Linked DNA regions of Mus musculus: all the other regions are linked to region 3. A link is a contact called in public HiChIP or PLAC-seq and promoter capture Hi-C data. All regions are on one chromosome and are shown on one strand. The core of a region is the stretch at or near the end of the contact, and the rest is flanking DNA. Distances in the headings are between cores, read along the strand shown. Region 1 holds the start of Fgr (FGR proto-oncogene, Src family tyrosine kinase). Region 2 has its middle 15 kb from the start of Gm36518. Region 3 holds the start of Trnp1 (TMF1-regulated nuclear protein 1). Region 4 holds the start of Pdik1l (PDLIM1 interacting kinase 1 like). Region 5 holds the start of Xkr8 (X-linked Kx blood group related 8). Region 6 holds the start of Paqr7 (progestin and adipoQ receptor family member VII).

Region 1 (3,027 bases), core at 69-2,568, 520 kb after region 3:
ATGGGGAGGGCTAGTTTCTTCCCCAAAGTTCCAATGAGAAAAGCAAAAGTCCAGAGAAAGCTAGCTCTCCTTGAGGTCTGCATAGCAATTAAAGGCCCATTCTTGCTAAGAGAACATGTCTCTGAGGCAGGAGACCCCTGAACACCAAGCGGCACCCTCTCACTCCCTCTGTGGTGCAACACACCCGGATCAAGGACCAAAAATGGGGACGAAGGCAGGGACCAAAGTTGGCTGCCAGCCTTGAGCCTGCAGCGGCCCAAAGCCAACTGGCCTCACTGCCCTGTGTTGCCATGGAAACAGCCCCTGCGGGCATTGGCGGTCAAAAGCAGGATTTCCGTCGGGGCTGCCAGCAATTCCCGGATCCCGACAGGGACGCAAACCTTGACCGCCACTGCGGATAGGGAAAAGCACCCAGGGAGGTCTGATGCCCCAGGGTGAGGTCTTCCCCAGGAAACCCAGATCCACGCCTCCAGCTGCTGGAAGGAATCCCCAGGGTGTCTGGAACCCGCTGCCCCACTGATGTAGCTAGAGGGTCTGGGGGGAGTTTGCAGACTCCCCGCTTCCCTCTGAGGAATCCAGATAGCCGGCCTCTGAGACCCCAGAACTGCACTCTGGACTCCGAGTTCTGCAGAAGTCACTCTCCTAGACCCCCTTCTCGGGAACTCGCGACCGATTTCCTCAGTATCCCCTCCCCCTTTCCAGTTTCCCCACCTACTACCCCTCTCTCATACCCCCTCAGCTTCTTTCCTTTTTCTCCTCCTGAAAGCCTCTCAGGGCTCTCCCTAGACGCTTTTGGGGGATCCCACAGTGCCTTCCTGTACTTTCAGCCCTCTCCCCAAATTTTATCAAATTTACAACACAGTTTCCCTCTCTTTCCCCATTTAGACTTTTAGGGGGAATTTTTGGTCTGCCTTCGCCGTACTGCCTCGGCCTTCTCCTAGGTTTTTATCAGCCTTTTCCAGCTTTCCTTAGTTTTCCTTCTTCATTTCCTTTCTGAATGGGATCCCCACCCCCATCTCCCGCTTTCAACTTGCTCAGCTCTCAAAGTTCAGGTTTACCCCCAAATCTTCCCTCCAAGGTGAGGACGGTTAGGGGCGGGGCAACATTTGCCCTACCAGCCCCCACCGGGTTTGGCCGCCTACCTGGTCTCAAGGGAGCCAGCTGCGGGTGACTCGATCTGGGGCGAGCCAACCCTAACTTCCAGCAACCAGGAGAGGCGATGTGGGGGGTAAAGTGAGGTGCTACCCGCCTCTGCCCCTACTACCTACTCTGGGGAGGGAGGAGGAAGCCGTCTCGGACTTCTCTTATTTTGGTGACTGCGGAGGAGGAGGCGGCAGCCAGAGAAGTCGAAGTCACGCCTCAGCCCCTAGACTGCTGCCCAAAGCCAGGAGGGGCCCCCAGATCCAAAGTCCGCTGGCTCCCACTTCCCGCTGTGGATGGGCTCTCCCAGCGCTGTCCCTGCGCCCCAGCTCCTTCCCAAAGGTTCCGGCCAAAGGGACCTGTCCCTTTAGTTACTAGAGTGGGATACCAAGGGGGTGGGGGGTTGGCCATCCCAAAGGCTCCCACTCCCCACTCATCTCCTAGGTAGGAAAACACAGAGCCAGGTCAGGATAACTTGGCCCAAGTTCACATAGCCTGTAGCCTTTACACTACTGTCACTACATTTGCCAGGGATCTTTTGCCTGTCACTTATACCCTGCCGCCTCATCTTTAGGAACTGGGCGGTGGAGATAAGGCCCTTGCCTTTGGGTACCTGTTTTTCACAACAATCAGCTCCCATCAGGCTACTGCCACACACAAGTTTTAGAGAAGCTGAGGAGAATCCTTAATCAATCACAGTGTCTCTAGGAGAGCCCTCCCTATACTCCCCCAGCCCGATACCCACCCTCCCTTTAAAACCAAGAGTTATTACCAGTATTACCTCTCTAAAACCAAGGTGCACTGAGACCCAGGAAATCCCCCTGCCTGGGGAGGGAGAGCTAGGGTTGAATTGGAAATGTTTGTGGGAGGGTGAGGGCTTAAGGCATGGAAGATTCAAGTGGGTGTCCCCGGGGCTATACTGATGATAGGCGATGACGATGCGTGACTGGGTTTAGAATCAACAGCTCGGACACATTATGCAGTCAGGTGTGCTTCTGTGTACAGACAGGGGTGTAGGGGGCTGTGTGTGAGCGCCCTAAAGTACAAGTTCAGGAGGATCATGGTGACACACACGGTGTCAGCAAGTGATGGATGCAGATAGGAATGCTTCTCTCAATGAGCCATGGCAAACACCTTTAACTCCAGCACTTGGGAGGCTGAGGCAAGCAGATCTTTGTTGAGTTTGAGGCCAGCCTGGTCTATGGAGTGAGTTCCAAAACAACCAAGGCTACACAAAGAAACTCTGTCTCAAAAAACCAAATAAAAGTGCTTCTCTCTTAGGAAAATATGAAGTGGGTGTAGGAGGAAGAAAGGAAATGTAGTGGAGGTTCAGGGACTGTGGGAGGGTGGCTTTACCCTGCCTGGATAGCACTGCCACCATTATAGAGCATCCTCTAAGTTGGCCTTGGCCATTGATCCATGTGTGCAATTAACAAATAAATGTATATCGTGGCCAATGGGAGCCCAGCCATAGGGAGCCCAGATACAAAAGGAACAGCCGCACCAGCTGCACTCCCAGCTACTCAAGAGGATGCTTGAGCCCTGTGGATTGGAGGACAGCCAAAGAGGAGTAGTGATTCTCTACCTGAGAGGAGGGAGGAAGGGAAGAGGAGGAGGAGGAGGAGGGGGAGGCAGAGGAAGGCAGGGAGATAGGACAGGAGAAGGCAGAGATTAGAGGAGATGGGAAGAGAAGACAGAAGAGGAGAGAGGAAAAGAGGAAGGAAGAAAAAACAGGAGGGAAAAGAGAGAAGCAAGGGAGAGAGGGAGGGAATAAGGGAGAGACAGAAGGACATACACTGATCTTGGAGGAATTGCTCTGTAATTCTTCTTCTAAGTCCAGCTCCTGGGTGGCTCCCTAGGGGCCTTCCCCAGTGTTCACACACTTTC
Region 2 (3,403 bases), core at 311-2,810, 550 kb after region 3:
CCCCTGCTCTCTGCTCAGGAAAGGTTCCAGCAGAGTTCTCTGTCCCTGACCTTGTTAAGGACGCAGGCTTCTCCATAGGTGTGACAGGAGACACAACCCTGGACAAACAAGCTGTATGCCTGTATGCGTAGGGCAAAGGCAGCCAAGTCGCCCAGCTTGGGCTGTGTGGTTATTTGCATGACCAGCCTGGCACTTCCTTGGTGCTGGCTACAGGGACGAGTCAGCTCAGTAAACAGATCCTGTAAGGATTGCGGCAAAGCTTCCATCTGGAATCATTTGTTTGTTCCGATAAAGAACCTCTGGATCTGGATCGAATCGCGTGTCCCGTGTTCTTGTGTCCGGGAGCTCACCAGCCCTCCCCTCCCCTCTCCTCTCCCCGCTCCTCCGCCCCACTCCCACCCCCACAGCCTCTGACAGGGCATTACGTCTTCTGCTTGCACAGTGGGTGCATGCAGTTGGGAACAAGCTGGGGTTTTGAGGCCGAGAACTTGGGGCTGGGTTTCTCTATCTGAGTTTCTGAGGTCAGGCACTGAAACCTGGGTACTTGTGGCTAGGTGCTTGGACTTGCTGTCTGTATGAGCAGACAGACCTGTTCCTGCCCCTGTCTCTTCCGGGTAGCTTCACATTAATGACGCTGTTTGTCCTGCCTGTCTATCTTAGGAGATGGCAGAGGCTGAAAGGCAAGAGAACGCTCTCCCTGGCCTCTTCGCCTGCCTTCCTGGGACCCTTCCCTCTCCTCACCGGGAGGCCTGGGCGTCCTAGTCTTCCACCCCTCCCCCCAGCCATCTGCTTAAAGGACGTGGCTCCTCAGTTCTTCACAGGAAGCCACAGGCCTCTTCTGCTTCAGCAACCTCCGCTGCTGCTGGCCCAGGCCCCTTTCCAGGTCAGCTTAGTAACGCCCGGTTCTCAGCATTTCCCTGTACCGCCAGCCAAGAAGCCTGGGTGGCGGTGGCGTGTTTCTCTCTTTCTCCTCTAAAACCTTATGGCTCTGTCGGGGGGTGGGGGTGGGAGGTGCATAGGCTGTGAACTTGAAGACAGACCTGATGGCAGAGAGGGTCCTGAATTGTGGAACTAGGGGTTTGGGAAGGAGAGCAGGAGGAAGGTCCTTCAGAGACCCTGGGAATGATCACTCCAGCGTCCAGGCTTCCTGCTGCAGAGCAGAAGCCGAGGTCCATTCATTTCAGTCTCGGAAGACTGTGGTGGAGACTGCCCCAGGGAGGGCTTTTAGTAATTGCGGAGCAGCTCAAGGATAATGAGGGCTGATGAAGTCTAGCCCGGGACTACAGTGCCACCTGGTGGTCATGTTCGTACACTGCACCATGAGATTGTGGCGCCAGCCTTAGGAGGGGCTGACTGTTAAAGGGTACCAGGGCCTGGAAGGAAACTCCCTAGATAAAGGGATTTGATGAAAGGTCAGGACTAAGTCAGCTGACATGGTATGCCTGTAGTCAAGTGCTGGAGGAGCCTGCGGCCGAATTGTTGAGCCGAGGAGTTCAAGGGCAGCCTGGTCAGCACAGCAAGAACTTGACTGCAAGGTGCTGGAGAGACGGCTCAGCAGTTGCTGCTCTTCCAGCAGACAGAGTTCCATTTAGTGACTCACAGTGACCTGCAGCTCCAGCTCCGCCCTCTTCCTGCCTCCCTGGCACACACCCATCTTTAAACCTTCAAGCTAAAAACAAAGACACATCCTCTAACGTCCACACTTGGGAATGACACTCTTGGTCTGGATGAGACTCCTTTAGCACCATTTGACAGACGAGAAACCTGAGGACCAGAGATGACCTTGACATTGTCTTACAGCAAGACAGTCAGAAACCGGGGTCTGAATTTATTTTATTCTATTTTATACTTGGGATGGAGCCCAGAGTCACTGAGGTCTAATTTGGGGCTCGTCTTAAGATGTAGCTCCAGAGTAAAAAGCATTCTCTGTTAGTTTCTAGTCACCCCCTTTGTGACCAAACATGGCACTGCCCAGCACCAACCCCACTTTAGTCACCAAAGTTGGCACTACAAGATGGCTTTTCCCCAAAATAAACTCTGCTCTGAAGCAAGAGGATCTGAGAAGGCCAGGGGTTACAGAGCGTGTGCGTTTGCTCAGCAGACACTTTAGAAGAGGAAGCCCAGGGGGCTGGAGAGATGACTTCTTGGTTACAAGAGCTCCCTGGTCTTCCAGGGGACCCGTTAAGTTCCTAGACCTCACATCAGGGAGTTAACAACTGTCTGGAACTATAACTTTTCTAAACCGCACACATGCACACACTTAAAAACAAAATCTCATAACTGGGTAGTAGTGGTATACCCCATTCAATCCCAGCACTCAGGAGGTAGCTAGCATATCTCTTCGAGTTTGAGGCCAGCCTGATCTACAGAGTGAATTTCAGGATAGCCAGGGCTACATAGAGAAAGCTTGTCTCGAAAACCAAAAACAAACAAAACAAAACAAAGCCTTATAAAAAGCCAATCGCATTAGCAGAGGAAACCTCCTGGCTTTAAAGAAAGCAGATTTGGGACCCTAAAAACGCAAGGAACTTGTCAGGCTGCAACCCTGCAGCAGGGCCATGACTCAGTGGTGTGTCTGTCTGAAGGCCACTGCCAGAGACAATTCTAAAAGAGACAGATGTCACGTGGCCCTGCCGCTGCTGTGTGTCATCATGTCGTCTGGTGCTGTGTGAACGTAATAATCAAAACCCGTGAAGACAGACAAGGGTAGGGGTTATCGAAACAAATGGGGGTGAAGAGAAGGCGAACAGGAAGGAAGAGGGGGCCTCGTGGATTCACTCTGAGCTGCAAGTAGGCAGGAAGTAGGTTCCTTGTGCGGTGGGGTCCTTAGCGCCTGGTACAGTGCCTGGCGTGGATTGATCACTCAGTAAATGTCTAGGGGATGAAGGTGAAGAATTAAGCTGCATTCTGAGAGAGCAGTATGCGGCCATCGTCAGGGTAATTCAGCCTGAGGGATTGCTGGGGACTGGGACTCAAAATCCAGCAACCCCAATCAATACTCAGGAGGCCGAGGCAGGAGGAGCATCATGAGTTTGTGGCTAGCCTGGGCTACATAGTAAGACTCTGTCTCAAACACTAATTAATTATGCGGTTGGAGAGATGCCTCAGGGAGTAAGAGCACTCTCTGTGCTTCCAGAGAACCTGGGTTCAGCTCCCAACATCCATACAAAAGCTTATAGCTAGCCATCAGTACTCCAGTTCCGGGGGATCTGACATCCCCTTCTGGCCTCCTTGGCCAGTAGACACACACACACACACACACACACAGTGCACAGACGCACACTCAGGCAAAAACTCCTCCCATATGCATAAATTAAAAAATAAATAAATAAATATTTTTTAATTATTAATTAAGGTATATATATATACATATATGTATATATATTTTAAACTAGACTTGTGG
Region 3 (3,274 bases), core at 313-2,812:
GGGGATTGAACCCAGCTTTACTGAGGCACACTACCAGCCCCTCCTCGTAAATATGCTTTCATCATCTTTGCCCTCTTAGAGAGACCAATATCCAAGGTCTCTGGAAGGATTTGCAATCCAGATCTGACAGGTTCCCTGGAACTAACCAATGGTGGGGTTTCCCCACATACATACCTCCCTTTTTTCTTCTTCCTTTCTTTTTTTCCTTTTCCTTTTCTCTCAAGACAGGGTTTCTCTGTGTAGCCCTGGCTGTCCTTCTTCTCTGGGATCTACTCCTGTTCACTGAACACCCCTTTACTACCGTGAGTCCTCCCGTCCCGCTTCTCTGAATCTAACTCCCTTCACCCTCCTTCCCTTGCTCTGGGAGCTGCTTCTGTGGAGATTTGCTGTCAGAGTTCCTGTCACTTAAAAGGCACCTGTAAGCACTTAGAGTTGGGTGGACCCGTGGGTCGGAGGGACTGGGGCTTTCCTCCCCCCACTAGTCAGATTCCTCTTCATATATTTTGACCCTCAGGGCTGGCCACACCTTTGGCAGATCCTTTGAAACCCGAGGACCTGCTGCAGTCCTTCCCAATGGGGTTCAGAGCTTCCTTCCTGCCCTGGGGACCTTGCCCTCTCCTACCGTGAACCCCTCCAATCTCTGATGGCGCTTTCAAATAGATACAATCAGAGGTAAAACCCTTGGTGTCTGGGCCAGTACTTGGAAGGGGAACAGAAGGGCTATTTGTGCCGTGGGGAAAGTGGGCAGAGCTAGGATGGTTAAAATTCGAGATGTGGAGTCGTGCTTGGGAATTGGAGGAATCCACGTATCTCAAGGGCTCTGATGAATGGTTGAGTTTGTTCGTTCATTTCCGTCCAGACTCAGCCACTGTCCTACAATTTGACATTGAGCAGGGCATCGCGGCTTCTTCTGAGTTTCTTTCCCCCTCCATTTGAAAGATACCAGGACGTGTCTTGTGGGCTAGCAGGTGCACACGCAGGCAGAGTTGGAGCTGGAAAATAATTTTGCACACCTTGGGGTTTTCTAAGGGCCCCACGAAGGTTGGCGGACCAGGAGCAGCGGCTCTGGTGTTTGTTTTGCAAGCTAAGTGCCTTCCTGGTATGCGAGTAATCCAGTCATATGCCCATCTTCCAGTGGACACCAGTCGTCTCTCTGCCTTAACCACCCCATAAGCCCAGAGAGATGGGCGGGAAGGGCATCCTAGGAGACCCGGAGCGCTAAGTTCTAGGCTAGGCTCTCACTGTCACGCGGGCCCGGCAGAGGAGCAGAGGTGACGCCCAGCCATTCTGGGTAGAGACTGAAATGTATGACTTTTAAACATTACCATCGAATTTTTCTGAGGTGATTCCAGGCGAGGAAAGTGACCGTCACTTATCTACCCCAAATTTGGGATGATGCCCAAACGGAGCCAATCTGGGAGAAAGACAGGGAACTTGAAACACTTGGGGATACGCTCCTTGGCGGGAGGCAGGGCAGATTCAGGCACAAAAGTCTCGGATTGGCTGTGCTGCCATCGCTCCGCCCCATGTGCTATAAGATGCTGGGCGGCGCGTGCGGCCTGGGTGTGGGCTCTGCGGCCGCCTCTCACTAGTCTCGTGCCCAGCATCTCTCCTCCCCACGCACCGACAACCCTGGGCCGCCGCGGGGCGGGGGATGCCGGGCTGCCGAATCAGCGCCTGCGGCCCAGGGGCCCAGGAAGGGACGGCAGAACCGGGGTCGCCCCCGCCGCCACCCCGGGAGCCCCTGCCGTCCCTCCAGCCCCCTTCCCCATCGCCGACCTCGACTCCGACCCCCACTAAGTCACCGCCCTTACCCGAGGCGGCCGAGACACCCGTGGAAGGGCAGGAGCTGCAGCGCTGGCGCCAGGGTGCTAGTGGGGGGTCTGGGGGCGCGGGCCCGGCGGGGATCGCGGGCGCGGCGGCGGGGGCAGGGGGCCGTGCGCTGGAGCTGGCCGAAGCGCGGCGGCGACTGCTAGAAGTGGAGGGCCGCCGGCGCCTGGTGTCGGAGCTGGAGAGCCGGGTGCTGCAGCTGCACCGAGTCTTCTTGGCTGCGGAGCTGCGCCTGGCGCATCGCGCCGAGAGCCTGAGCCGCCTGAGCGGCGGCGTGGCCCAGGCCGAGCTCTACCTGGCTGCGCACGGGTCCCGTCTCAAGAAGGGTGCGCGCCGCGGTCGCCGGGGTCGTCCCCCGGCGCTGCTGGCGTCCGCGCTCGGCCTGGGGAGCTGCGTGCCCTGGGGCGCAGGGCGGCTACGGCGCGGCCAGGGCCCGGAGCCCGACTCGCCCTTCCGCCGCAGCCCGCCCCGCGGCCCCGCCTCCCCCCAGCGCTGACCTCAGTACCCCGGACCCCTGGCTTCCCGAGGCAGGCGAGTCTCCAGGTGCGGGAGGACAGACGGACGGACGGATCCAGGTGCTGGCCAGATGGACGGCGTCATCTACGCGGAGGAGTCAGCTGGGGGTCCATGGGGGGCCCTGAAAGTGACACTAAGGTGCGGTGTTGTTGACTGGTGTTATTTTGGATACAGCGTGTGTCTGTGTTGAGGAGTGTAGGATCCGGGATCTTCCATGTCTGGGCGGGCATCTGTGGAGCCCTGATAGAGCTGTCCTTTTTTTCGTGGCTGGTTAGATGACAGTGCCAAGTCCCCTTATAGAGATGAACTAGTGGAAGGTGTTCGGCTTCCGGAGGGATTTGGTGGCAAACTTTAACAAGCTGGAGCTTGCTGCAATATTGCAACATCTGCTCCCTCACCTGTGCTAGTGTGGTCTCTCCTGGGTCCCCTGGGACTGTAAAAACCCTGCCCTCAAAGTTGCTGGCTTCTACACAGCCCAGCTCCATCCCTTGCAAGGAGAAGAAGAAGAAAGTCCCAGGATGGAGGAGGGCTGGCTCAGGGCTGTATGACTGGATTCTCCTCTGAGTCTGTGACTCCCATTGGAGGAGACAGATACCCGGAGAGGTTGAAGGTTTGTCCCCATCATACTTAGGTCTCTCTGCTTCTAGGTCCCAGCGTTTCCCATACTCCTAATGATTTTGGTATCTGCTTACAGCCCGATGGGGATATTCAGGATGAGTTGTTTGTCACCTGCTCAGCTAGCAGCCCTCCCCAAGGCATCTCTAAGATAGCTCTGCCAGGGATGGAGCCAGGTGACACTCTTTAACAGCCCCAAGGGAGCAGGCATGGCATCAGCTTCCAGAAAGGGGGGCCTTAAAGGGCCAGACTGAAAATGCCACCTGACTGGATGCCCTTCGGGTCCCTATTCCCCTGTCCCCACTCAGCTGTG
Region 4 (3,417 bases), core at 750-3,249, 790 kb before region 3:
TAAAGTAATTCTTTTATTGGACGGATAGGCTTTTTAAAAGTTTAAAATATAAGCAACTAACTTTGTTAGTCACATAGAAGATGATGGCACACCGTAAAACACTAGTCTTGTTAGCTTCAGCTGTCAACTTGCCAGCTTAGCTATTTGAGGAAGTGTCCAGTGGGGGATAGCCTCTATCAGACTGGCCTGTAAGCACATCTGTGAGGGGGTTTGTTGATTGCCCAATGTGGGCAGTGCTATTTCTAGGCAGGCCAGCCTAAACTGTTTAGAAATGTAGTTGAGCCATGACCCTGGAGCAAGCCAGTAAGGAGCCTCCCCCACCCCCCACAGTTCCTTCCCTAGTTCCCTCCCTGACTTCCCTCAGTGATGGATGAATTCCCAGTGACCCTAACCCTGAAGGTTTAAGTCAAACAAACCTTTTCCTCCCCTAAGGTATTTTTGGTCAGCAATTTTTCTTTTTAATCACAGCAACAGGAAAGCAGCTAGAACAGGTACGTCCCTTGACGATCCCGTGACATTTTATGACCACAATAAACAAAAAGACTACTCTCATGAAGAGATCTCTTCCTAGTCCATCCTGTTTAACACTGGTAGCCGGCGTCTACTGAGCTTTCCTATTTCCCCCTACTTTCCAGGGCAGGAAGCAAGTCTTGACTGACTCAGTATTCCCAGAAAACGTGAGCACCAATAGGAGGATGGCCCTCAGGACAAACTCTGAATAGATTGCTGGGCTTTTATTAGGAGGGGCTGGAGGACGTTACACTAGGGTGCGAGTGGGTGTTCTAGGAAGACAACTTTTGGTCAATGTGGCAGGTGTTGGTTTCCTCGCCTATGAAAGCAGCAGGGTCAGTAGTAAGGTCTTTACTTTTGGAATATGGTTCAGATTATATAGAAAGTTGCCCAGACCCCAAATATTAGTTTCATAAGCAGATGACAAAGGATGATCCTGGAGGCACTGAGATGCTTAGGGGGCAATGAAGGCAGGATCAACCTTACTAACAAGCAGTAGGTACAGAATAATAAAGAAAAGAATGGGCGTTTCTGGCAGATGCTTACTCAATCTGTGTAACTAACGACGGGCCGGCCAGTTGGTCCTGGTTTCCAAGTGACTGTCACCCCGATCTCAGGGCAACTCAGGGTTATGACTGACAACTGCTGGGGGCATTTGAAAGGTTTTGTGCACGTATTTGAAGAACTCCGGGGGACTGCAGTCCTAGGAGACCTGTTTTGTGTCCGTACACCCGCCTAAAATGGGTCCCAACTCCGGTTCAGGCCAGCTAGGCTGCGCGCCGCAGCCAGGTAGGCCACACCCTCTCTCTCACCCAGCAGGACGCCCCGATCCTCAAGGCCGGGAACAATGAGGTTCCGGCTTCTTTAAGGGAGATACCACCGCGCCGGTGGGGCAGGGGACAGCATCCTCCCAGATGATCGCACCCAGGCCCGCGTCGCTGCCTGGGCCATTGTGCCACCCGCAAACACAGCTCGGTGCCTCGGAACGTAGGTGCAGCCAGCCTCCCAGCACTGGCCGCGCCTCCCCACGGACCCGCCGCCCAGTCCCGCCACCAGCGAGGAAGATGCACCGGGCATCCGGCCCCAGCGAACCGCGCGCTCCAGCCCGCCGCTCGGTAGGTCTGAAGAGGGCGGGCAGCGTAGCCCGCCACGGGGCACGAGCACCGCCGGCTCGGGCCAGCGGCCGCAGCTTCTCTGGGGTCCCGGGACGCGCCCCCCGCTGCGGCTGAGGGCGACCGTCCCCTGCCGCCACCCCTGCAGGGCAGCATTGGTCCGCTCTGCAGCGCGCACACCGCTGGAAACGCTCGGCTGTGCGCCGCGCCAGGGCAGCGACGGAGCGCAATGGCCAGAGCCCGCGGAGGAGAGGCGGGCGCTCGCCCGGCAGCAGGCGGCGCTCGGCTTGCGCACGCGCGCTACGGCAAGCCGGAGGGGGCGGGGCCCGGCGTGAGGGGGTGTGTCCGCGCACCACGGGGGCGCGCGCCGGCTTCTGACTGGAGGCCGCCGCGGCCGAGGGCGCGAGCTGCGCGATAATGGCGGCCTGCAGAGCTCATGAGAGGGAGAAGCGGCGGCGGCTGCCCTGAGGTAAACCTGGCCCTTCGCCGTGCCACGGATGCCCCGCAGTCAGAACCGGTCTCCCTGCATGTGTCTCTGTCCCCAGCAGGCCTGTCACGGACCTCTCAGTGGAGTCATCCCCGGGAAGGCCCGGTGCTGCGCCGGCCACCGGCCGGGGACTGCGGCCTCCGTTCCCGCCCGGGCCACTCCCGGAGTCCGGTCCCCTAGGCTGCAGCCGCCAGGAGTTGAAGCGACTGCGAGGCCCGCTCAGGGGCCACGGGAGGGTCCCTCGGGGTTTCCAGGGACGGCCGCCCGGAGTGAGCTTGCTGCTTGGCCAGTGAGCGCGCCTCGGCGACAGAGCGAGCACCGCTGGCCTTACTTGTCCCCGTCCCCGGCACCAGCAGGTGCATGTCCAAGCCGCCGGTGCCCAGCCCCGGAGGGAGAATGGCAGGCAGGCAGGCAGGAGGGTCCGGGACGTGCCATCGTAAGGCGCTCGGGTTCTCGAAGGATGCTTCAGCAGGGCGTCTCTCCAGCCAGGACCCCAAGGATTTGATAGACACCGTCCTTTCTTATGCAAGGAAGGCGTTCTTCCTTGGGGGGGGGGACCTCTGGCAAGTGGGAGAGGACAGGGGACCGCTGCAGAGAAAAGAGTCACTTGGAAGTGCCTAGTAACCGGGAATCAGCACAGAGCAGGACAGAATGGCCCGCCCGGTGACAGGAAACCTGACATTGGGGAATCCAGGAAGAAATTGAAGGGTAGGCGACCAATACAAGGAAGTAACTCAGGGCAAACCTCAGGAACAGTCATTTTCTTTTAAATCTGGCCAATGAACTTAAAGTAGTCGTTCCGGGAGTCTCCGGTTCCCGGGGCAGTCACTTTGTTTACCTGGTTGTGCAATGTAAATACAATCTTACTCTTCCTGGCCGGCGAAGACAGTGACAGTGAGTGAGGGAGCGTACTGCAGACTCTCCACTCAAAAGAACATTTCTCTGTGGGGCCTGTGCTCCAGCTTGCCTTTAAATGATTTCTCAAGGTACAGCGCCAAAGGACTTTGTCAGAGGATTCCCTGTGATGTATAGGATGCTCCCCCTTTGGCCAGAAAAGACCTAGAATTAAATAACTATGCTAAACAACGATAAAAAGGTAGTTGACTTACTTCATTTTGAGGGAACAGCTCTGCAAAAACTTTATTTGTGCCCATTTTGTAAGAAACAAATAACTAAGCATGCTGGTGCAGGTCTATAACCCTAGTTTTTGGAAGGTGGAAGCAGGAGATTAGGGTCATTCCCTGCTATATAGTAAATTCAGGGGTAGCCTGAGCTACCTGAGACACTGTTGCAAACAAAACATAAGTA
Region 5 (3,019 bases), core at 360-2,859, 770 kb after region 3:
TGAAGGCCTGGCAGTTAATGGTGCCGAAGCACTGTGGCAATGTATCAGGAGCCCCTCATATCGCCACTGGGCAGGATCCAGAACCAGGTTCAAAGGTTTCCTTTTGCCAGCTGGAATCCACTACCTAAAAATGCTACAGTGGTTGGGAAACAAACATTCAAAATGAAGGGAGGGGGGGCGGGGGGGCACTTCAGATTCAAACCATAACGACCTCTTTAAGGCCTCCATGTCTTCACCAGGAAAATGGGGGTTCAGATGCAGTCACCTCATTGGAACCAAGCTCAGGGTAACAAACAGCGGCTGTTTGATCGATTTAGAGCGCCTGGGGAGAAGTTGGGTTGTGGGCAGAACGAATCAACTGCTCGTTGCTGACATACCCTGCGCCTCTAATCCAGGACTTGGTGACTTACTTCTTGAACCTGAGGCAGGCGAATGTACAAGAGACCCCACGGTGGGAGCAGGAGTACCGCCTGACGGAGGCCTACCAGGTGCCGGATGCCAGCGTCAGCTCCATGCACACGGCGCTGACCCGCATTGCCAGTGAGCCTCACATCCTGCAACGTTATTACGTCTATAACTCGGTCAGCTACAACCATTTGACCTGTGAGGACAGCTGCCGCATCGAGCACGTTTGTGCTATACAACACGTGGCTTTCAACACTTATGCTACCTGCTTGCATGGTCTTGGTGCCAAGCTGGTGCCTGGTTTCCTGCTCATACTGACTCTGCTGCCAAGCCTGCACGTACTGGAGGTGTTATGACTGTAGGCACTGCCAGCCCACCCACTGACTTGGTTCATCTTTCTCCTGGTAAAATTGGGCAACGTTACCCAATGGAGAGAGATGAACTTTTGCCATCAGTCTCCCCCCGCGGAGAGTAAAGTGGGATGGGACACCTGGATTCACCAGAGAGGGCGCTAAGAAGCACAATTTCTTCCAAGTTTCATGTTTTATCCACAAAACTTGTTTGCGGTACATGTCTTGGTGCATTATTCGCTTTAATACAAACATATCAAACCACCATGAACTTGATCACCACAGTGAAGTGAGCCGACGGGAAGATGGGCCTTGGAGATTCTGTGCTTTCGATGTAGTCCCTGCTCAAGGTCTGAACTGGGAACGTACGTGGTGTGCAAAACCCCTTAGTACTTTTAAATAAAAGACTTTTTTGATTTGGTTTTGCAACAGTGCAACCGTGAGGGATCACAGCTGCGGCCGGTAACTCTAAGGCTCTAGTCTTTCTTAATAGCCACTCTTGTTTCCTTGAGACTCAAAAGCAGAATTCAAGCCGGGGGTGGTGGAATCCCAGCACTTGGGAGGCAGAGGCAGGCGGATTTCTGAGTTCGAGGCCAGCCTGGTCTACAGAGTGAGTTTCAGGACAGCCAGGGCTATTCAGAGAAACCCTGTCTCGCAAAACAAAAACAAAAAACAAACAAAAAAGAAAAACAAAACAAAAAGCAGAATCCAAACCAGTAGAGGCCTAGCTCTGCACAGGGCAGGCTGGGGGCGGGGTCTGGGCGGTGGGGCCAGTGTAGGGGCGGGGCCGCGGGCTCGCTCCACCCCGGACGGGGCGAGATGGGGAAGTTCCGCCCAGCAGCCCAGCCTCCCGGACGACTGCCCCGCCCCCTTCCTGCCGGACTAGCGGGGCGGGAGGGCAGGTCCGCGGTTGTGTGGTTGCTTGGAGAGGATCATGCCTCTGTCCGTGCACCACCATGTGGCCTTAGACGTGGTCGTAGGCCTGGTGAGTATCTTGTCTTTCCTGCTGGATCTGGTCGCTGACCTGTGGGCCGTTGTCCAGTACGTGCTCCTTGGCCGTTATCTGTGGGCCGCGCTGGTACTGGTCCTGCTGGGCCAAGCTTCGGTGCTGCTGCAGCTCTTCAGCTGGCTCTGGCTGACAGCTGATCCCACCGAGCTGCACCATTCGCAGCTCTCGCGTCCTTTCCTGGCTCTGCTGCACCTGCTGCAGCTCGGCTACCTGTATAGGTGAGTGCCCGGCCCTTTGAAAAAGTGGGTTGACAGCCATCAGAACCAGTTCAGTCTTCTTTCCTTGGGCGGAGATGAAAACACAGGGCCAGGAACAGAGGAAGGGAACATCAGGGTCTTGGAGTCAGAGATGCCCCTCACCTTTCTTGTTCATTTCTGTCTTCTGCGAACGTTTGCTTCCCCGTCAAGGACTGAAGAGGGTCCGGCTTGACTCATCCGTGTCCCCGGAGTCAGCCAGGAGTAGACATAGACTGGTTCTTGGAAAATATATGTGGATGGTGTGTGCTTTTCTCAACTGGGAAGGACCCAGGGTCAGTCTAAAGTGAGGACAGTGAGACAGACAATCCCTGGCGCAAGTGCTGGCCTGAGAACTTTTTCTTCCCCGCCTCTCCCCCGCCCCCAAACTGTGACTAGTCCCTTGGGTTGTTAGATAGGAGAAAGCGAAATCAAGGGCTCAGAATCTTGTGATGAAGGCAGGGCTTCATGGTGTGGGTGAGGCTGGGCTAGGGTGGCCGGATCCGGAATCTTGTGGAAGTCTCAGATCTTGGGAAAGCTGTATATAGTCTCCAGCTTGCGGGGAGGGACCTCTTGAATGTTTGCATTTTGCCTGAACAATTGTATCATCTTGAGTACAGCTCAGATGACTGCGAAGGAGAGTTATTACAGGCAGGCCCCAAGAGAAGAAGGTGTTGGATCCCTTGGAGTTACAGGCGAGGCACCTCATGTGGTGCTGGGAGCCAAACTCTGGTCCTCCACAAGAGCAGTGGATGCGATTAACAGCTAAGCCCTCTCTCAGGCCCCTCCTGTTTACTTCTTAATTCCATCTCCCATCTCTGAAATGGGGCTCTTGTGAGTAGGTAGGACAGGGTTGTGATGCGCCTGGGATCGTACCTGACCAGCAAGAGTAGAAGTTGAGTTTGCCCCACTTTACGGACGAGGAAGCAAGTTCCATGAGGTTAGTTAGGTGGCTTGCTCCAGGTTCCGTAGCTTTTAAGTGACAAGCTAGGATTGAAGTCTGCCTCTGTGCACTCAGCTGT
Region 6 (3,071 bases), core at 187-2,686, 1.0 Mb before region 3:
CAGCAACCAGGTCGCCTCCCCCTTTGCAAACCAATTCTCCAATTCAGCTCAACCAATTTAAAGAAAAGGCTACCTCCGCGTCTTCCAGGACTGAACAAGAAACTATTGGTGTTTCACACTGCATTGTGGGTCTCCATTTGTACTCAGTAACGTGATCAGAATGGAAATGTTAAGGACATTTTCCCCCAAAGTTCAGACACTCCCACGGTTCCAAGGAGTACCCTGAAAGGGAAGATCTTCATCATGGTGTCCCCGGGTACCCAACAAGAACAGTCAGCTTGGGGAATCCACCAAGCCTCCTCTCAGTGCATAGCCTGAGGCAGCCTAAGGGGCTTCAGGGGCTGCTAGGAGGAAATCCCCCAGGTTAAGGCTGAGGGTGGTGGTGGGGCCTTGTCTCTTTTCCTATCTAGGGCAATCTGGCTTTCCTGACGCTAGGGAAGGGATCCAATATTCTGGCCTGGTAGCCCTCCCACCTCTCTAAAGCTTTCCTTGGGGGTTCCCCCACAAGGATCTGCAAAACATACCACACACACACACACACACACACACACACACACACACACACACACACACACACACACTTCCACCCCTGCTCCTTCTTGTCCCATTATAACCTCGCTCCTAGAATGCAGCACATAGCCTGTGAGGTTGGTTGTTCCTGCCCAGGGTGTGATCCTGCTGCACAGGCTGTCTCCCATGCCTAACTTCTGCAGACGACACTGAATTATTCTCCCCATTCCACAAGCCACAAGCTCATAGGCTTTACTCCAGCCCTGGTCCTCCTTCTCCATGGCATGCTACCTCTGGTCCTCCCATAATCCTTCTGCTCTCCCCACTCCCTTACAGTGACCCCCCCACTGCTCCTCCGGGGGTGGGGTGACCTCAAACGTTTCTTCTTCCGGTCCCCTCCTTGAGGCTAATTCCCTTGGTGACCTCTCCTCACCCCTACCGGGAGGTGCTCCCCTACATAACTGTCCGGCTGTCAGGGTCCTGCTGTCTTCGGCCTCGCCCCATCTTCTGCCACCTGCCCACTTCCGCCACTGGGCACCGCACGCATGCAGCTAGGAGCACACCCCCAACCCGCGTGCCGGGGGAGCACTTCTCTACTCCCAGCCCAGCCCAGCCCGGCCCGGCCCCGGGATCTCCAGGAGCAGTCTCACCTGTGGTCAGAGCAGAGCTAGGAGCTGTCTGCTGCGTCCCCCGCGCTGGAGTCGCAGATAAAGGGGTAGCGGCCACGCCCCAAGCCCGGAGGGCGGCGCTGGGCACCGGGAGCTCAGCCGCCTCCGCCAGTCTGCAGCTTCTCGCCTGGCGTTATGCAAGCTCAGACTGCAGGAGGGGTCACTCCACGACGCATCCCGGGACTTCCTGCGGCCACAGTACAGTCTGAAAATAGAAGGCCCAGAGAACCTAGGCTCAGATAAGAGGCTGCAGACTCCTGCAGAGTTTACCCACTTCCCCAAAGCGCAAGCTTCGCTCTGTGATAGTTGCAAGAGAGTCGGATGAGTGTCCCAAGAGCTCTGAGGCAAGCTTGAGCTCAGCACATACCGCTCATGCCTCACAGGGCTACTGTAGTCCAGATGTCGCTCTCCCTGGGGAGCTGCGTCCCAAACTGGGCTCTCTGGCTTATCAAAGTCTCATCCCGTGATCTCTGACATTTTCCCTGTCCTGATTTGTCTAGATCTCTGTCAGAACAACCACTCCTGGTTGTCACATCTTCCAGGTATGGGACCAGCAGAGAAGGTGAACAGCCCAGTGGGTTTTTATAGGCAGGGTATGCCTCCAATAAATACTTTCTTACAGTGCCTCATGTGCCTGCCCCTTCTGTGGTGTTCATACCTAACAAAAATGGAGTACCAGACCGGGTCTTGAGTAAAGAGGCCTGATTGGTAGAGGCTAGGGCCCTGTCCTTTACTGAGCTTTTGAGTCTAGAGCCCTGACACATTAACAGGATTGAAGCCTGTTGCTACCCCAGCTCACCCTGCGACCTTGGACAAACCTTGCTCTTTTGGGCCTCAGTGTTATAGAGATGGCAGTACCACTTGACAAGGTGTTTAGGTCAAACGGTGGACATGAAGGTCTTTGGAAACTGCAAAATTTCCCTCTGTACTGTGATGAGCATATTATCTTAAGAGAATTGTATGTGAGAGACTGGCCTCTCATTCAACAAATTCAGACAAACGCCCACATTTCCTGAATCCATGGGGCAAGCCGACAGGCCTGCCATCCCGTGCCTACTACTCTGGAGACTGAGGCAGGAGGATTATTTGAAGCCAGGAGTTCAAGGGCAGCCTGGGCAACATATGGTGACTGTGTCCTGATAGGATGAATAAAAATGAGAGACTTTGCAGACAGTGGTGGCAGCGGTGGCACACGCCTTTGATCCCAGCACTCAGGAGCCAGAGGCAGAGGCAAGGGATCTCTGGGTTCTGGGCCAGCCTACTCTATGGAGCTAGTTCCAGGAAAGCCAGCGCTAAACAAAGACATCCCATCTTAAACAAAACAAAACAAAACAAAACAAAACAAACAGTAAGGACTTAGAAGAAGCCTCGGACTCAGCTTCTATTTTTGGCAGGAAGGTCAAGCTCTCACTGCTTTGATTCTTTGTTTCCGGTTGGTTTGGCTTTTGTCAGAGGTGGTATGTTTTTTGTTCATTTGTATGTTTTTAAAGGCAGAGTCTCACCCAGCTCCTGCTTGGAGCTCACAAGTGAAGCAGAGGCTGAGGTCTCCGGCATACACCACCACATCCTGTCCCCTCTTGGTTTGTTTTCAAATCCACGGTTTATATGTAATGTTCTTGGCCTGTGGCAAGCGGTGAGCCAAGCAGTTGCCATGACGACCTCTCTTGATCTAAACCATCCCCTGAAACAGGTTCTGTGTCTACCACTCTACACAGTGGGGAAGCGAGCTCTGAGCAGCCATGGGGCCTTCTCTATGACCTTCTTCAAACCTCGAAAGTTCCTTTGAGGTGAATGTGGTGGCCACTGTTTTATGGGTAGAAAAGTCGAGGCCTAGAGCCGGGAAAGGTGCATCCAGGCTCAGGCGGCTGTAGCTATGTCCGGTTCCGGCTCTGG

Evidence for each region. Promoter capture Hi-C pulls out the DNA fragments that hold promoters and counts their contacts. HiChIP or PLAC-seq counts read pairs in DNA pulled down with a chosen protein or histone mark. Capture Hi-C pulls out chosen DNA fragments and counts their contacts.
Region 1: a contact with region 3 is called in an H3K27ac HiChIP or PLAC-seq map of embryonic stem cells, with 2.9 times the contacts expected there. The contact joins the promoter of Fgr here to the promoter of Trnp1 in region 3. A contact is called at or near these places in 8 of 39 promoter capture datasets (the 3T3-L1 cell line, embryonic stem cells, hematopoietic stem and progenitor cells and 4 more) and 4 of 115 datasets of contacts at active chromatin or transcription factors (embryonic hindbrain, embryonic stem cells, forebrain and 1 more).
Region 2: an H3K4me3 HiChIP or PLAC-seq map of forebrain shows a contact between it and region 3, with 4 times the contacts expected there. The contact joins the enhancer-like site here to the promoter of Trnp1 in region 3. A contact is called at or near these places in 1 of 39 promoter capture datasets (embryonic stem cells) and 6 of 115 datasets of contacts at active chromatin or transcription factors (embryonic forebrain, embryonic stem cells, forebrain and 3 more).
Region 4: an HNF4G HiChIP or PLAC-seq map of pancreatic cancer cells shows a contact between it and region 3. The contact joins the promoter of Pdik1l here to the promoter of Trnp1 in region 3. A contact is called at or near these places in 2 of 39 promoter capture datasets (neutrophils and pre-B cells) and 3 of 115 datasets of contacts at active chromatin or transcription factors (embryonic stem cells, memory CD8 T cells and pancreatic cancer cells).
Region 5: a contact with region 3 is called in a promoter capture Hi-C map of liver, with 2.2 times the contacts expected there. The contact joins the promoter of Xkr8 here to the promoter of Trnp1 in region 3.
Region 6: a contact with region 3 is called in a promoter capture Hi-C map of pancreatic islet. The contact joins the promoter of Paqr7 here to the promoter of Trnp1 in region 3. A contact is called at or near these places in 1 of 115 datasets of contacts at active chromatin or transcription factors (pancreatic cancer cells) and 1 of 9 other capture datasets (pancreatic islet).

The regions. Positions count from the first base shown.
Region 1 is chr4:132,972,386-132,975,412 of GRCm38.p6, reverse strand. Fgr (FGR proto-oncogene, Src family tyrosine kinase) reads right to left here and starts at 1,318. Exons shown (of 13, transcript NM_010208.4): 1 at 1,143-1,318.
Region 2 is chr4:132,943,593-132,946,995 of GRCm38.p6, reverse strand. No RefSeq gene overlaps it. Among named protein-coding and RNA genes, the nearest start is that of Gm36518, 15 kb to the left of the region's middle. Within about 2 kb of position 1,560, at least 276 of the 459 cell types and tissues checked have an H3K27ac peak or open chromatin away from gene starts, as enhancers often do. A contact at or near this core is called in embryonic stem cells, forebrain and stem cell-derived neural progenitor cells, where this site is marked.
Region 3 is chr4:133,496,838-133,500,111 of GRCm38.p6, reverse strand. Trnp1 (TMF1-regulated nuclear protein 1) reads left to right here and starts at 1,562. Exons shown (of 2, transcript NM_001081156.2): 1 at 1,562-2,484. The coding sequence starts at 1,655. The coding sequence ends at 2,326.
Region 4 is chr4:134,285,835-134,289,251 of GRCm38.p6, reverse strand. Pdik1l (PDLIM1 interacting kinase 1 like) reads left to right here and starts at 1,999. Exons shown (of 3, transcript NM_001163794.1): 1 at 1,999-2,091.
Region 5 is chr4:132,731,136-132,734,154 of GRCm38.p6, reverse strand. It overlaps Xkr8 (X-linked Kx blood group related 8), which reads left to right and starts at 1,609. Exons shown (of 3, transcript NM_201368.1): 1 at 1,609-1,982. The coding sequence starts at 1,690. It overlaps Smpdl3b (sphingomyelin phosphodiesterase, acid-like 3B), which reads left to right. Exons shown (of 8, transcript NM_133888.2): 8 at 396-1,189. The coding sequence ends at 761.
Region 6 is chr4:134,495,126-134,498,196 of GRCm38.p6, reverse strand. Paqr7 (progestin and adipoQ receptor family member VII) reads right to left here and starts at 1,436. Exons shown (of 2, transcript NM_027995.3): 1 at 1,161-1,436.